Regions from separate parts of the Pungitius pungitius genome. Here region 2 is linked to region 1. A link is a contact called in public Hi-C data. All regions are on one chromosome and are shown on one strand. The core of a region is the stretch at or near the end of the contact, and the rest is flanking DNA. Distances in the headings are between cores, read along the strand shown.

What was found. A called contact is a pair of places that touch in the nucleus more often than the background predicts.
Region 2: a contact with region 1 is called in a Hi-C map of muscle, with 6 times the contacts expected there. The contact joins the promoter of gdf3 here to the promoter of creb1b in region 1. A contact is called at or near these places in 2 of 2 Hi-C or Micro-C datasets (both in muscle).

The regions. Positions count from the first base shown.
Region 1 is chr10:18,560,688-18,565,684 of fPunPun2.1, reverse strand. It overlaps creb1b (cAMP responsive element binding protein 1b), which reads left to right and starts at 2,430. Exons shown (of 8, transcript XM_037489087.2): 1 at 2,430-2,571.
Region 2 is chr10:18,726,257-18,731,098 of fPunPun2.1, reverse strand. gdf3 (growth differentiation factor 3) reads left to right here and starts at 3,138. Exons shown (of 2, transcript XM_037487764.2): 1 at 3,138-3,537; 2 at 4,140-4,842. The coding sequence starts at 3,246. It overlaps trappc10 (trafficking protein particle complex subunit 10), which reads left to right. Exons shown (of 23, transcript XM_037488817.2): 22 at 135-329; 23 at 862-2,386. The coding sequence ends at 1,112.

The sequences.
Region 1 (4,997 bases), core at 1,181-3,680:
GGTTCGATCGGCGTTACGTGCGGAAGCCTCTGTGCTCATTATGATTCTCCTCTCACGTTTATTACAGGTTTCCCCTTCAATTTATTGTCTTATATTCTAAATGTATTCTTACGGCTGGTATTAATTGTAATTGATATATGTTGCATGATGGCACTTAAGCGGCGGCATTAAACATGTGGCGCTCTTGTTTTTTTTTATGTTGAACGTTAACTAAAGGACGACAATCCTGCAAAACCAGATGACAACTAAAAACCAGCCGTGATGAAACCCCTAATGGGACGTGCTTCCTCCCCCGCCTCGTAAAATATTCCTCCTCTCCTCTTTGGGTCAAAATTGCCCCCACACTCCCTCTCCCCATCCTTGATTTTTTTGGAATTCCTTTTTTTTCTTTCAGCTGGCTACAAATACACTGCTCTTCATTACCCAGGCAGGGTCAATTCCCCAAACAATGTGTTTGGTGTCACAATAAAAAGGGTGTTCTTTACGGCGCATTGCAGTAAAATGCTATTAAACAGATAAAACACCGGCAACGAGCATCAGGAGGATTATAAAAGGAATTGCCTTGATAAACTCTGCGTATCTGCACGATGACACGCCAGCAGCTCCCTCTCCCTCCCTCCCTCTCTCTCTCTCTCTCCTCCCTGTCGCCGGGGAGGAGGAGGGGAGGCAGACCTCGGGAGCACATGGTCGGGGGGGAGTTTGCACAGCACTGAGGCGCCGCCATCTGGGGAGACGAAGAAGAAGAAGAAAAAGTCAAAAAACAGGCTCCATCTGTGTGCGGAATGCTGTCAAAACTGCATATGATGCTATACACTCAGAGCCTTGAAAGAAGAAAAAAAACATTGAAAATGAAAACTTTGAAAACTTTTTGTTCTTGCTTAGGAATCCGGGGTCTATCTAAAGAAGTATACTTCTACCTAAGGCATGGTAATGCTGTCCAGCACTGGGTGTATTTCTATGAATCTGTGCTGAAGTATTTCGAAACCAGGGGTTTCTTGAAGTAACCCATCCTAAGATATACGGGTTCACACAATTGTGACTCAGTCATGATTTGGAATGGCGGAAGATACATCTGATTCAAGACCCAGGTTGGTCGGAGGCGATAACTTGGTCAAATGTACCACAAACCCATGAAATGAAGGGATGGTCATAAAGACACAATGCTTGAACGTGTCCCTGCAGATCCTGTGTACATTGAAACGGTCTCCTGCTTCCCCCTGGTGGTCACAGGGAGAGGGCCTTCACCGGGGCCCTGGTCACAGCAGACATTTTGACTTGGCATGAAACAATGGAGCTCTCGTCTGTTCTGTGAGCCCTGACCAGCCAGATCACTTTCCAGGACCCTGAAACTAAAGCAGCTAAATGGAATCCAGAGTGTTCATTTGATTATTTACACCTGAGCTTTTGCTACTCTGAAATGTCAAATTACCAAATGGTATTACAATTTTGCAAGTATCCATGTAATGAGGAGGCGTGTGAATGAATAGCCTTGAGTGTAGTGTCTGTGGAGGGATCTGAGACTGGGATCGTGATCTCGATGATGCGCACCAGCCAGATGGTGCCATGGTGGTGGAGCGGTTAAAGCACCGTCACCTCACAGCAAGGGTCCCATTTCTAACACAACAGGGCTGTACTCTGGGTGGTTGAGCACTAAGTTTCCACCCCGTGTGACCCCTTCCCTATGGCAACCTATGCCTATACCTCATATAGGTAAGACAGGTTTTGAGTTATCTCATTCTGAAACATCTGTCTCCATACAGTGGACATTAATTGAATTGTATTCATGCTGCGGATAATGGGGGGGATACAGATACAAATTAAATCGTAATTTATCTTACCAGAAACAATGTATTGGTTTACCCACTTCACTGGATATTTTCCAGTGGTCGAAGGAGAAGGCTATACCCAACCTTCTACTTACATAGACGTATCAATAGTAAAACTACTTGTTCCAACCCCTTCAGTAGGAACAAATGTAAAAATGAACTTTCACAATGTAAAGGTACTTTTATCTAAAAGAATATATCACAATGCATTACTGGATTTCTTCTCTAAAATTGCCAAGTAACTGGTGTTTATAAAAGCACAAAAATCCAAAATGAGTGGAACTTGTGTGGAAATGTAGTGTAAACATATAAATACTTATGAAATATGCAAGTACCATTACTTAATAACATGCATTTAGTTACAAACCGCACTGAAATTGTCTAAACAAACAATACTAGTTTTATAGGATCTATCCAATCGATCAATTACAATGTTTTATTTTAAATTGATAGATTGTAAAAATGGTATACATTAAAAAGCGTTTCCTGTTATGAAGGTGCACCAATTCACGAGGCGGGAGGGTTTCGTTAAGTTCCGCTCCTCTTCGGTATTTTCCGTTCTTCTCCGTCCCGTCGTCGGGCATTTCCGGCCAGCGTCGCCTTCTGCTGTCTCGTCCTTCTCCAATCTCCGTGTTGTTGTTCCCGGTGACGCGGCGGAGGTGTAGCCTGACGCGGGCTCTTACGTGTCGGCCAGAATAAAAGTGGAGCTCCGGAGGCCCGGGAGTGACGAAGGGAGTCCGTATCGGTAAGGACGGAGCGGTGTCCGGGGCTCAGGGAGAGGCGTAGCAAGGGTCGGTCTGGTCGGGTTCGGCCCGAAGGAAACAAAGAGATCATGGCGCCGCGATGTGTTTGGAGCAGGGTGGAGGGAGGGGAGGCTGCGGCGGTTTTGGGGAAACGGTGCAAACTGTGCGGCTTTTTCGTAACGACCCAGGATGGGAACTTGGTCTGTTAACACGTTAGAAACCGTAAAAGCACTTAAGTGTCTTTTTGACTCCCCGGTCAAATTATGCTTAAACATGCCGATTTATGCGCACATTTCTTGCGCCGTTTCCTAGATTTAACGGCGCATTGAACCCCTGCCATCAGCGATATGTTCATTTGCGTCTGCTGCTCGCTCGATTTAATTCGATGTTTCCGAAATTCTAGTTTCCCGCTCACATTTCCAACCGCCTCGTTCGTGTTTCCCATTCATTCAGGACTCGGTAGAAATTGCGACTTTTTATCGCAGTCCGTCGCGTTTGGTTTAAAAAGAAAATGCCTGTCGACTATTTTTTTCCCCCGCCTTTCATTTCTCGAGCTCCCCGGTCGCACGCCGTGCTCCGTGGTCCCGTCTCCCGGGGATGTGGCCGGTGTGTGGGACCGTGGAGGGGAGGGGGGGGGGTGGGGGCGTTGCCCCGGCCATGTGCCTCTGCTGTCACACGAGTGATGTTTTGAAAAGCAGAGGGAGAAACGCGTGAAGCCAATCATGCAGCGAGAGAGAAGCGACGCGGCGCGTGAGATCACCGGGATGCGCGTCCCCGGACGAGTGCGCGCCGCGCCGCCCGAGGTCCGACCCGCGAGCCCTTAACGCTCCCCGCTGAAAGACGTCAGTGAATCAGAGTTTCACAATAAGAGTTTCTTAAGTGTCTCTTACATCGTAATAACCGTTGCTGTTGAATCCCAGAGGTAATGACCCGCGGTAGAAAGTACTTTTACTCTACTGAGAACTGCGCTATTTCGGTTTTCTACTACTTTTTTTTTTTAAAACACGGTTTAACTATTAATCATGTTACAACACAAGAGGTGCACAGTGGAATATAGGCTGTAGCCCCTTCCACACCTCACATACACACACACACTGAGTGAGTATACATACATGTATTATATGAGGATTGAATAATAAGAAGTAAAATCAAATGAGTTACTGATATCCAGAAGCTCAATTCATAATGATATTCTGGTTTAGAGTCAGTGGAAAACCATCTGCGCAAAAGTAACTTTTGAAACTTCTACTAATACTATATTGTACTTTATATTCCACTGCAATTATTGGACAAATATTAGTTACTTCAGATGAATCATAGAAAACATAATAAACAAACTAATTATTAACTACTTGCATGGCTTTACTTAATAAAATGATACGTTTTTTAAATGGATTCCATTACTGGAGGAGTGTCAGTGTTTCCTGTTCCCAGGTTATTTTGTGACTTTTCCCCTCAATGTGTAGATGTAGATTGTTGTTTGTGTTTGCAGACAGGAAGCAAACTTCCTTTGCTTAACTGTATCACATTTAGAGACGTTCTGGGACGTAATAAAACCCTTGACTTTAGTGAAACAAAACAAAATATAAAAAATAAAAAAAAATGTACTGACCAGCATTAAAGACCACATCACTTTACAGAGTGATTGTGAGTTTAGCTGCACGTGCTGGAGACGCTGTTCATCTACACAAACTGGAACTCTGCGTTCATCCTCCTCTTTGTATTTTCATATGCTCCCACAGCACATTCAGTATGAGTATAAATAACTGGACTCGAAATGCAACCCACTGTGACATGACAAACCAACGACTACACCTCAACAATAAATAAGCACGACAAGATTCATAAATGTAGGTTTTATGACCGGTTTCTGTCTCCATGTGAAACATCTGTTCCCATCACTTGAGTTTTATTCTGTACTGAGAACAAAAGGCTTGTTCATAGTGTCATCTGTAGTGTAGTAAACTTTGATAAAAGAGCTGTTGCAGAAATGGAACAGTCCATTAAGAATTAAGAAGAAACAAATGACACCACAATAAATCGGATCAGTCATAAGAGGGTCATCCTTGTTCTGACCTGTTTTAACTTGTTTTAACCTGTTTGAATGTTCCGACATTTGGTCCAGCACATGCAGATCCAGATGTTATTATTATCTAGTGCACACATTCGGCTTGTCACGTGTTTTCCAGTTCAGCAGCCATGACTCCATACTGCGTTTTACGACTACAAACATTCACATCAACGTCTCCCCATAGACCAGAACACGAATAACAACTATAAAAGATTTGATGTGTAACCGTAACAGATTGACAGCCATCTGGCGACAGTTAGAAGGACACATTCCTTCATTCCGACGTGTTTCGAATGAAAAAATCTAAGAATGTTTTCTCCCGATATATGAAGGTAATTTTGAATGGCCTGAAGACAG
Region 2 (4,842 bases), core at 1,889-4,388, 160 kb before region 1:
GGAGGCTCATTTTGTCGCAGTGACAGATAATGCTAGAAGAAGATTGATCTCTTTGGATTGTAGAAGTCGACATATCTATTGAAAGACTGTTCATATTTTGTGTGTGTGTGTGTGTGTGTGTGTTCTGTCCACAGTGGCCGACAGCAGCAGTAACTGGGCGGTGTGCGGGAGGAGCTCGGGGATGGTGTCGATGCCCATGGCGGCCGACGCCGCCCACAAAGTGCGGATCGAGGTGATGCCCCTGTTCGCGGGGCACCTGCCCTTCCCCAAGATCAAAGTGCTGAAGTACCTGCCGCACACGGCGCCGGTGGCCATCCAACCCGACCCCGGTAAGCCGCCGTAGAGCGCCATCCCCCCCACACCCGGTCACGCCCAACGCGCGGCCTGTAGCTCACATACAGAGTCGTAGGAGTCCAAGTATTTGGAACGGGTGAAAGAAATTGCGAGTTGCTCCTCGCTAACGTCCAGCCTTCTCGCCACATTCCTCAAAGGAGACCACAAGGTATTTTAGAAGGGATTCAGAGAGGACTAAACAAAATGAATCAAGACTTTTTTTTTTAGGAGTCGGCCACCTCATGTTTTTTTTTTTTCCATCCCAGGATATCTGTGTTTTGGGTTCATACAGCCGTGATGAAACCGCTTCATTCATACAGAGAATAACCCCTCGTTGTGTTATGACCTCAGACAGCACGGCGTTTAGTTTACCCGGGTATTAAATACATGTGGATGGCGTAAGATATGCCCCTCCCCCCCTCCGCCACATCATAGCGATTGACCCAAATGATCCACGCGTGGCCCCACGAGACGCAAAGTCCTCGTCCTTCGCAGGTGCTCACTAATGTGTCTCGTTTGTGTCCTCAGACAGCTGCGTGGAGAACGACAGCCTGTCCCTGCTGGACAAGGCGCTGGACGACCAGGGGGACACGGCGAGCATCCGCAGCCGCGGCAGCGTCCACTCGGTGGGCAGCGGCGACCAGCAGCAGCAGAGGGGCGTGGCCATGCCGCGCCTGGAGCCCTTCGACGCCGGGCAGGTGTTCAACCACAGCCACACGCAGCAGGTCCTGGTGCTGCCCGCCACCGACGACCACATCATGGAGGTCAACGCCACATGACCCCCGTCGAGAGAGTTCCCGCCCCCCTCCTCCTCATAGAGGCGAAAGCCGGGCCCTGGGTGGACTCTGCTGAGCTCATTTTGCTTCGGGGCTTGGATTGGAGGTCCAGGAGGCCATGTCGAAGACCACCGCATGGACCCCCGCTGTCTCCCCCCCCCCCCCCCCCCCTCAAGCATGAAACCTTCACATCACTGGAGACGTGCGGACTGGGCTCAGAGAACAGCCTGCTGATAACATTTAAATAAAGATTTTTTCTTTGCCATACTTTGTACATAGCTCATTGGATGGATTTATAGTTATAAATATATATGTATATATATATATATATATACACGGACTGATCAATCAGACGGGGGCGCCTGTCACGCTCCATCAAACTGAAGAATAGCAGGCCAGATTGTCCCATGATGCAACAACCCCCCCCCCCCGAAAGTCCCAAAACCAAGGAGGCGGGTTAACAGACTCTCCTGCTCACTGATCGTCGTGGTGATGAACTGTTCCCTCCGGTGTTTGCTCAGGTCCAATTTGAGTCCGGGGGGGTCCTGCTGCGTGGGGTCAGAATCTGAACCCGGTGCAACGACGTCTGGTGGAACCGAGGGACCTCGAGCCTCGTTTTGTGTTTTACTTTGTGGACTTTTGGTGCTTGCTGGTGCATTCATCAATAACAAGATTGATTTGCGTGTAAAACAACCGTCAATGATAACTCATTTTACCAAATAAATGGTCATTCCAGAAAGATTCTGGTGAATTAACGGTTTTAATCTGGATAAGGAATTGGAACATCTAAAGAGCATCGCTCCCCTTTATGGGCGGCGGTCGTACAAACATGAGTTGGATGATGAAACACGACGTCTATACCTTTCTGAACATCAGTTAACTCGCCAGCAGCAGCATGATGGGAAAGTCTTTTGTGATTATGGATGTACCTCCAACTACACATTGAAGAACTTTATTTATTTTGACTTCTGCCCTCTAACTGAAATGCAAACATCCTGAAAACAGCACTTCAGACTGACTGTGTGCGTGCACATTATTGTCTTACACTTTTCATTGGATTGTTCATATACAGTGTGTGTTTATGTATGCGTGCGTGCATCAATTTCTGTGAGAGGATAATGTCAACTACCCCCCCACCTGGCTCACACACATACACACACACGGTGTAACTACAGCCTCCTGCTCTTCGATGATTACTGTACATACTGATTTGTAAATATTTAATTTGAATCCGAATCCTCTGATTGCCAACTATATTAAAAATTCCTCGGAACTGACCTGATGTTTGGTGCTTTAATACCTGGTAGCAAGAAACGTTACAGTTGAAGGTGTTCTCTGCAGCAGGGTTCGTTAAAGGTGTCGCCCTCACAGACGTGAACCTGTGGTTTCTATAAGTGTGCAGTGTTCCTACAGTGTTCACTAGGAAGGCTCTTTTCCTACTTAATGAGTGATCAGTGGTAGGGACACACCTGAGTACAGGCTCTTTATTTTCACCTTGTATATTTTCAGGGTAGTATTAGTATATTAATCACTGCTTTATATAAACTTTAATACCAATAGACTAACACACACATGATTTACAATAAGAAGGAATCCCAAATGAATCCATAATGTGCTGGCAGCAGTAATGCTTCACACCCCACTAGTATTCAGTGGTTTCTGCAGGTGTTGTTCTTCATGCCACCGCTGGAGGGTGCTAGAGGCCTTTCCTAGTTACTTTTTAAATAAAGATTTCAGTGCGAGGGTTCAGGAGGTCTAATTGCAATAGTTTCTATTTTGCACAACCGAATTCCTGCTCTGATGGGCTAAATTTATTATTTTAATGTAATTCATTGATTTAGTTTTAAAAGTTTGCAGTTTGACTGCAACACGTGCGTGTACGGGACCTAAAGTGGGCCACGTGACCCCGTGTGCGGTACCCGAAATAAGGTCTGATAACATAAGCTTGTGAGAATAAACTTTTGTTTTAATTTTAATTTTGGCGGATATCCGAGCACGTTAACATGACTATGCAGCCGCACCACGGGGGGTCTCAGCGCGTAAAACGAACGCCCCTCCTCTCTGTGGGGGGGGCGGAAGAGTGCGAGACTTTACAGGTGAGGAGCCCCACGCAGCCAAGGTAGGCCACAAAGAGCCATGAGGCCGAACGCGACTCTTGTGGCGCTGCTCGCGGCCGCGTGTCTCCTCGGCACGTGCGCGCTCTCCCGCGTGGAGGACATGCGGGCGCAGGAGCGCCTCTTCCTCGGCTCCATGGGGCTCTCCGAGCGGCCTCGGCCCGCGGGCAACCGGCTGCCCCGGCGCAACGTGCCCTCCGAGATCTGGAGGATGTTCCAGAGGTCCGAGAACAGCCACGCCCGCGAGAGCGACCCGTGCACGGTGTCCGAGTACGGCGTGCGCGGCAACATCATCCGCTACGTGCAGGACCAAGGTGCGTGACTCCCGGTATGCTGCTTCCAGCAATTCCTTTAAGTCTGTTCTTAAATGATGCACAGTTCATCTTTTATCTAATAAATGTGGACTTATTGGACTTTTTTGGTTAGACCATGCCAAGTCTTTGAAAGACCACATCCAGTATGCCAAACTTATGATTTAAATGTAAGTGTAAAGTTGGATAAATCGCCAAATGGGGAAATGATCCTGTTGCACTCGAATACAAGTTTTGTAATGTGTTGATATTTGCACTATGAATTTTGAACTACGTTTGTGGCGGATCACAGGTTTTTAACAGTCTGCACAATCGACCCGGGTTGAACCCCCAAAGCGTCATAATTTATCAAGAGGCTAACCTGGTAGTCCACTTCATACAGTGAAGTACTAGTTTAAATAACAAAGTAAATCCCTTGTGGAGTGTTGATTTCATACTTCTCATGTACCTCTCCATTCATTTAATGAGTCTGTTTTGCAGTAATTTAAGATTTTTCCTGATGTAAAACGTGTAATCGGCCCCCATCGCGGCTAAAATCATGTGTGAGAGACCTCAAAGTTGTGGCCTTCTGCTTATCTCCCCCCCCCCCGGCCGATGCCTTGCAGGCGCGCTGCCATCTGGCTGGAGCGGCGGCTGCCTGGAGAAGCCGCTTTACTTCAACGTGTCCGTCCTGCAGCCCGTGGAGCTGCTGTCTCTGGCTCAGCTGGAGATCAAGTTCCACTGGAAGCTCCTGCAGGGGCCCCGGGCCCTCAGCATGACCCTGTACAAAGTGATCCGGGCCACGCTGAGGGGGGCCGACCCCAAGGCCGGCCGCCGACCCGTGCTGTCCCAGTCGGTGCCCGCGCACCCCGAGCCCACCTCCGTCACCTTGGACCTCACGCCGCTGGCGGAGAGCTGGCGCAGGCCGGGACGCAACTACGGCCTCCTCCTGGAGCTGCTGCCCCTCGGCGGCGAGCCGGGGGAGGAGCAGCTCCTCCCCTTCCGCCCGGGCAACGCCCTCCCGCTGGAGCCGGCCTTCGCCCTGCCGCTGGTGCGGGCCTCGCTGGTGGCCGTGTCCCTCAACCCCCACCAGTGTCGCTCCCGGCGGCGGCGGAGCGCCGTGCACCTCCCCGTGACGCCCAGCAACGTGTGCCGGGCGCGCCGCCTCTACATCGACTTCAAGGACGTGGGCTGGCAGGACTGGATCATCGCGCCGCAGGGCTACTTGGCCAACTACTGCCACGGCGAGTGCCCCTTCCCGCTGAGCGAGAGCCTCAACGGCACCAACCACGCCATCCTGCAGACCCTGGTGCACTCGCTGGACCCGCA